Regions from separate parts of the Rattus norvegicus genome. Here region 2 is linked to region 1. The links are chromatin contacts, called in public Hi-C maps. All regions are on one chromosome and are shown on one strand. The core of a region is the stretch at or near the end of the contact, and the rest is flanking DNA. Distances in the headings are between cores, read along the strand shown.

Region 1 (3,331 bases), core at 327-2,826:
CAAAGGCCTAGCCCTCATTTCTAAGAAGAGACTGGGGCTTCAAAACTACTTGGATTCACTTTCTAGCTGTACACTCTTGGCGTTCAAGCAGGTTATTTTACTTTTTGTACCTTTGTTTGCTCTCTTGGCAACAAGACATAAAGATTAATGGGTAATGAATCTAACATGTGTAGAAAGTGCCTGGTCTTCAGCAAGTGGTCCGTGTATAGTTATACAAATATCCAGACCTTTCTCTCTAAGAGATGAGAGAGTATAAAAGGACACCCCATCTCCTTTTCCTTCATTTCTACCTACAGAACAGAAGAAGGCCCTGCAGTCAGGGAGGGAAGTCAAGGTTCAAATCCGACAAGGAAGGCAGAGTTTAGAAGGTTCCATTCTAAACCTGGAATGTTTGTCTTTGAAAGGGTGTGACTGTGTATCTTGCCAGAGTCTGATAGACCGAAACTATGCTGTGTTCATCTCCAAGTCTTCATGGCACCTAACAGATACTCAATAAACACAACAAATGCGATAAGCTAAGGTTGGAGTTAGAAGGTGAAGCTGGTACTTGAAGAGCTGAGGGTGAAGTCATCAATACTGAAAAACTGTCACCCATCTGGGAAACTGGTGATGCTTCCTGATACTCACGGAGCTACAGCTGTCTGAGCTGAGGAGAACACAAAGAGTTGTACACTCTAAACTGCTGGTGTTTGCTTTCCTTTATCCTCTACTGTTGATTATGAAGGAAGCAAAGTGGGCCTGACTTAGTCATGGTTTCTATTCCTGCACAAAACTTAATGACCAAGAAGCAAGTTGGGGAGGAAAGGGTCTATTCAGCTTACACTTCCATATTTGCTGTTCATCACCAAAGGAAGTCAGGGCTGTAACTCAAGCAGGTCAGGAAGTAGGAGCTAATGCAGAGGCCATGGAGGGATGCTTCATGGCTTGCTTCATGCTTACTGGCTTGCTTCCCCTGGCTTGCTCAATTTGCTTTCTTATAGAACCCAGGACCACCAGCCCAGGGATGGCACCACCCACAATGGGCTGGGTCCTCCCTCCTTGATCACTAATTGAGAAAATGTCTTACAGCTGGATCTCACGGAGGCATTTGTTCATCTGAGGCTCCTTCTTCTGTGGTAACTCCAGCTTGTGTCAAGTTGACACACAAAACCAGCCAGCACATTTGTAAAGGTTGAAAGGTGGGTACCACTGGCTTTTATTAGATTAAGTGGAAGGTTAAAGCAATACTACAGGACTTATCTGGCAAGTAAAGGTCAATTAGCTGTGCCGGAAGCATTAAAATATTCCTGTAATAGGGGAGCTTGAGTTTGTGAAAAGAAAATTTTAAAAAAATCTCAGACTTCATGGAATGGGAAAAAAAAAGATTTACCTTGTAATGGGCATAGAACTGGTGCTCAGGCAGATACCAAGGTTGGTGGGACTCCCCCTTGCTTTTGTGTGCCTTCCTTCTTAGAGTGGCTCTATCACAGTAGTCTACTGGAGCCTACATGTTGAAAAAGGTTCTGTCCAGAGCTTCAGCTAGACACATGACTGTGCGACTGTTCTCTGACACTGGAACCTCGTGTGTGATGGTTGCCAAATGTCACATTGTGGGTAAGTGGTAGAGCGATCACACTGAGGTCTGCTAATACAGAGCGTGGTTCTCATTCCACTGTATTAGGGGAGATCACACCTACAGAGGCAAAAGAATCCTTCCAGGAGTTTATCCCTGCTCTGCACCCCCACTGTATATCTGATCTGGAGGACTCGGGAATGATACTCAAAAGTTACATTTTAAAGAAGTCCTTCAGATGACCATGAGGTCGATGATTTCAATGTGTTGCACAACATGGTCTTAGGGTTGGAAACTGAAAGGAAAACTGACCAAGCATCCAGCTCTCTGTCCCCTGCCCCATATATTTAGTTTCAGAAACTCAGAGGTCAAAAAGGCTATTCTACCAATTCTTGGTTCTTGCTACAGGAGGTGGGGTGGTGAAAACAACTTTAGCTGAAAGTCCCTTCCCCTGGGGATAAAGAATTAATGCTACCTACTGTGGAAGGGACAGTTGGAGTAACCTGGAAGAATCTCCCAGAGGATGTGAGCTCAATGATCTCATTTGCAAGCACCCCATCCCAGACTCCTCTGAGGAAGCTGTTAGCATCATCTGCTTTCCTATTTGCCAGATAAAGGATAGGGTTCTTTTCTAATTCTAATCTGGTCTACTGGCACCAGCCAAAGCCTTTAAAGAACATTCTGGAATCTCAGTGTGCTCTTAGAAATACTAATAGAGCAGCTGGTGATGTGAGTATTGGGAAAGATAAGCAGAATTTTCATTGAAAACTTGGGGGAGGCAGAGCCCAACACTGGTTCTGAAGCCCCCTGCCTTTTCAGAGGAGGCTTAGGGGGGCTGACTGTGCTTTTGCTTTTAGTTATTTCTGTATTTCAAGCTGTATGTGCCAATCATCCAAGGAAATTAAAAATCTCAGAATGCCTTGTCTTCTATTCCAATAAATTATTTTAGACCAGCTGCAAGTCTGCTTGTCTTTCTGCTTCTTCAAACCCAAAGCTTAAAAACCTGTGTGCTTTTTTTTTCACTCCCCCATGTGATTTCTTTGTCTAGCTGAGAGGAAGAAGTGCTCCTATGAATTTTAATCTTTCCAGCATCCTTTTAAGGTGCTGTTTCTGGATAGTTAGTACATACTTCAGGGCAAGACATTCCTCTTTTGCTGTAGCTTCTTCAGGAACTAGAACAGAGATTCACAACCCTTTAAGGGGTCATATACCAAATATCCTGCATATCAGATACCTACATTATGATTCATAACAGTAGCAAAGTTACAGTTTTGAAGTAATGATGCTATGAAATTATTTAATCATTGGGGGTCACCATAACATGAGTAACTGTACTAAAGGATCATAGCATAAAGAAGGTTGAGATCCTTCACAACATGATCAGTAGAGAACCACTGACCTAGAATATTGTCCTTAAAAAATATTTATTCATAAAATATTCATTGGGCCTACTGTGGGCCGTAATGGGGGGCACTTGGTTATTCATCATGCATAATGCTAGTTGTGCAGACGCCTGGCATTTTATATATAAGATATATGTTAAATAGTAATGTAGGAATTAGGTAGCAACTGGAAAGATTGTGTTGCAATAGCTTGTCAAATCTATACTTACTGTGAGGATGAAGAAGAGTTCTTGTATGATTCCAGGATGTTTTAACTGAAAGGTGGGTCCTGAGCATCTGTCTGTGGAAGATGTAGCAGTGGGAGGGACGATGAAAGGGAGGAGAGAAAGCCTGAAGATGATTCTCCAGATAGGCAGAGGCCACACTCCATGTACGG
Region 2 (3,331 bases), core at 509-3,008, 170 kb after region 1:
AACAAAAAACTCCAAGAGGAAAAAATTATCTGTGTACCCTTGGCTCCCATCATCATAGTTTGGTACAGGGGTCTTTAGAGGGCACGAGATGGTCCCCTTTGTCATTGACAACAGAAGTACCGTGTTGCTGACCACGGCCACCTACTCAGTGAGAGAGCTTGCCCCATCCGTCTTCACATATTTAACTAGTATTCCCTCAAGATGAGACATTACTAGGGGAGAAGACATGGTCCTTGCTCTGCAGGAGCTCACAGCCCAAGAGGCCTTCCTTTTGGTGAATGTACCATTCCAAAGGCAGAGCATATAGGCTCTCCCACCTTCATAAAGGCATGAGGCCTCTTGGAGAAATCTCAACTTGCTTTATGGAAAAAGGTTCTCAAAGGCCAACGTCTCACCTTGACTGTCTTTCAGCAGTGCTTATTGACCAGCACAGGGACCACCAAACCATGGGTAAAGGCAGAGTAGAAGAGACCATAGTCTAACTGTGAAGAGCAAAGCTAAAGAAACAAATGAGTTTCCTCTGAGCATGACTGAAAGCTGACCGATGTGCATTTCTAATGGTTATTAAGATAGCGTGTGATGAGACAATATAATCAAGCAATACACATGTGTTTTCTTGCCACCCTCCAGTCAAACCTCTTTCACTTAGGTCTTGAACTCCCCCAAAAGCCGTTTTGTGCACTTATAATGGCCCTGGCTTCTGGGAACCTTAGGCCACCTAGCCCACCAGAAGCCTGTCCTAAAAATAAATCCTAAGTGTGAACAATAGAGACCCAGTCAGGTCTAACAGTTCCAAGCTTGATGCTGAAGTACATAGGCCAAGCACTGAGAGGAGCGTGAGGGACACAGTCGAACCTTCCACGCTGACTGTTTTAGGTAAGTATATAAGTAAAGAGCACGGTGAGATAGTCTAGAATATTCTCTAGAAGGTTTTTAGTGTTCCCAAGGCAGGCTAGCCCAGCTGCTGTTTAGATCTTCCTTGCAGAAAGGCTGCAGCAGGTGATGCCTGATGGAGATGAGAAAGCTTTTAAACGTTTGCCTTCCTAACAAAAAAAAAAAAAAAAAAAAAACCCTTCTCTTTGCATCTCTGAGAAGTACCCAGCCGGTGTTTATCCTCCACAGTAGCAAATCGGGTTGTTTATCCTTCTATTTCGTGATGTATTTTATAAAGTAATGAATGGTTCATTAAACTAAGTTTGGGCATCTGTCTCCCAACAGCCTCCTACCCAGCTGTACCCTTAGCGGGTCCTGGAGGCCATTGGAGTGGGCCTATTTCCCGTCCCACCCCCACCCCACCCCCAAGCCGCTTCCCCTCCTGCCCTCCCTCCTCCTCATCCCTCCCCTTGGTTATTTAGGAGATTAGAGTTCATTAATTAAATCCTGTGCTTAGATCGAACTGTAACACTATTCCAATCACATTTATCTTTCAGGCGGCGGTGGAGATGGCAACCTCGCTGGAAACGCGCGGGGGAGCCTGAGCCGGCAGCCGGAGACGCACTGCTCGGTGTACTCCATCGCCCGCCACGCCGCCGCGCAGACCCTCCATCTTCCTGCTCAGCTCCGGGCCAGGCTCAACCCTGCCCCGGGGTGGGGTAGGGGGCGGCTCCGACTTCTCCCGGGGCTCCAGGTCGTTCTCCACCCCCAGGCCCTCTGCGACTCAATTGCCTGGGTCCCCCCTCCCCCGCCACACACACTCACACGCGCCCGCGAGCACACACGCACGCACACAACACACTCACACGCCAGCAGGCTGCTGGCCGCTCAATGGACCGATTTCCCCGGTTTCCCTGAACCCAGCCTAGCCCGGAATGAGAAATTGCAAAATGGCCCGAGTCGCCAGTATACTAGGGCTGGTCATGCTCAGCGTGGCCCTGCTGATTTTATCGCTTATCAGCTACGTGTCCCTGAAAAAGGAGAACATCTTCACCACTCCCAAGTACGCCAGCCCGGGGGCGCCCCGAATGTACATGTTCCACGCGGGATTCCGGTGAGTGTGGGCCTCTGCTGGAGCGCCCTCGGGTATCTCGGGTCGATTGGTGTGTTGGGGAACCGTCAGAGAAGAGTGTTTGGGCTCCTCGGTAACTGCGTGGTCCTTTCATTCCTCCTTCTGTTTCTGCACTTTATATATATATTTTTTATCCCAAAGCCCCTAAAAGCCTTTGTCCTAATCGATGTGATTGAATTTCTCCCATTCTTCCTCTGCGTCCCCTCCCCCGTTTCAAAACTGGGGTGTTGGTGGTTGAGCGACAGGCGGTGTTTGGACAGCGGGAGTGGGGGTGTTGAACCCGGAGATGGGCAAGGTTTGAGGTGAGCGATCTGGCCGAGCACCAGCGGCGGACTCCGCAGGCCTGGCGGGGCGATCTAATGGCGCAGGCGCCGACTACACTCGCACCCCATCCCTCCCCCTCTTTCTCATCTAATGATGCGCAGGTTTATTCTCTTGAAGCCCCTAGGGGGTTCTTCCTCGACCCTTCCCCCGCTGCCACCCGCCCCCTCCTTTCCTAGATTTCTGCAATTCCTCAGCCCCTGCGGGAAACAAGCCTTCTGCTGAGGGCCGCCCACCCTGCCCGGGTCGAAGTCACCGCGGGGCGCAGCTCCGCACAGCTCATCCGGAGCCCCACCCCTACCTGTGCCCGCAAGGCGCTCTCCCCGCACCGCCTTCCGATGGGCGGGTGGCAACCACAAGCCGCACCCTGTGGGCCAAGCTGGGCCAGAGATGTGCAACCTGAAGATGTTGGGCCTGGACAGAAGAGCCCGGCTGCAGGCAGCCTCTGGGAGTCTCCAGCTAAAGGCTGAGGGTGAAATCAGACTTGGGCGTGGGAAGGAAAAGGTTAAGGCTGGAGCCCCCCAACCCCCACCCCTTTCGCCTGAGTCTCGAATTTCCTCTGCCCTTTCACCAAAAATCAATTCTCCGAGCCCGGGAGTGGCAGGGTCCGGTCGGAGGCTGCTGTCCGCGGTGCTGACTCGTAGTCCCGCTGAGCCGTGGACTGCAGCCCTGGGCTGGGCTCCGACCCTTGCTGTCTGAGTGACCGCCATCTTTCTTATGGTCTCACCTGCACCCGGAGGGCTAGACAATGGGGAAGAGTTTCCCCTTTTCTTCCTTTCTTCCTGGCTTCTGTAGGAGCAGAGAATGTGCCAAAAGAGAGGGGCTGTGGGGTGGGCTTGCTCTTGTGCCAGCTGCCCCTTCCGGTTGATGCTGGAGCTGTCACACTCTGGGTTCCCCTCCCTGAGGCCAGCACCTATCTAAACTCATGCTCCTTTCAGGTCACAGTTTGCACTGAAGTTTCTAGACCCGTCATTTGTGCCCATTACGAATTCTCTCACCCATGAA

The links. Hi-C and Micro-C count contacts between places; a contact is called where the count stands out from the background.
Region 2: a contact with region 1 is called in a Hi-C map of liver, with 6 times the contacts expected there. The contact joins the promoter of St8sia3 here to the enhancer-like site in region 1. A contact is called at or near these places in 3 of 12 Hi-C or Micro-C datasets (kidney and liver).

The regions. Positions count from the first base shown.
Region 1 is chr18:59,855,970-59,859,300 of GRCr8, forward strand. No RefSeq gene overlaps it. Among named protein-coding and RNA genes, the nearest start is that of Rpl31l7, 55 kb to the left of the region's middle. Within about 2 kb of position 1,577, at least 1 of the 93 cell types and tissues checked has an H3K27ac peak or open chromatin away from gene starts, as enhancers often do. A contact at or near this core is called in liver, where this site is marked.
Region 2 is chr18:60,022,797-60,026,127 of GRCr8, forward strand. St8sia3 (ST8 alpha-N-acetyl-neuraminide alpha-2,8-sialyltransferase 3) reads left to right here and starts at 1,759. Exons shown (of 4, transcript NM_013029.2): 1 at 1,759-1,987; 2 at 3,265-3,331. The coding sequence starts at 1,809.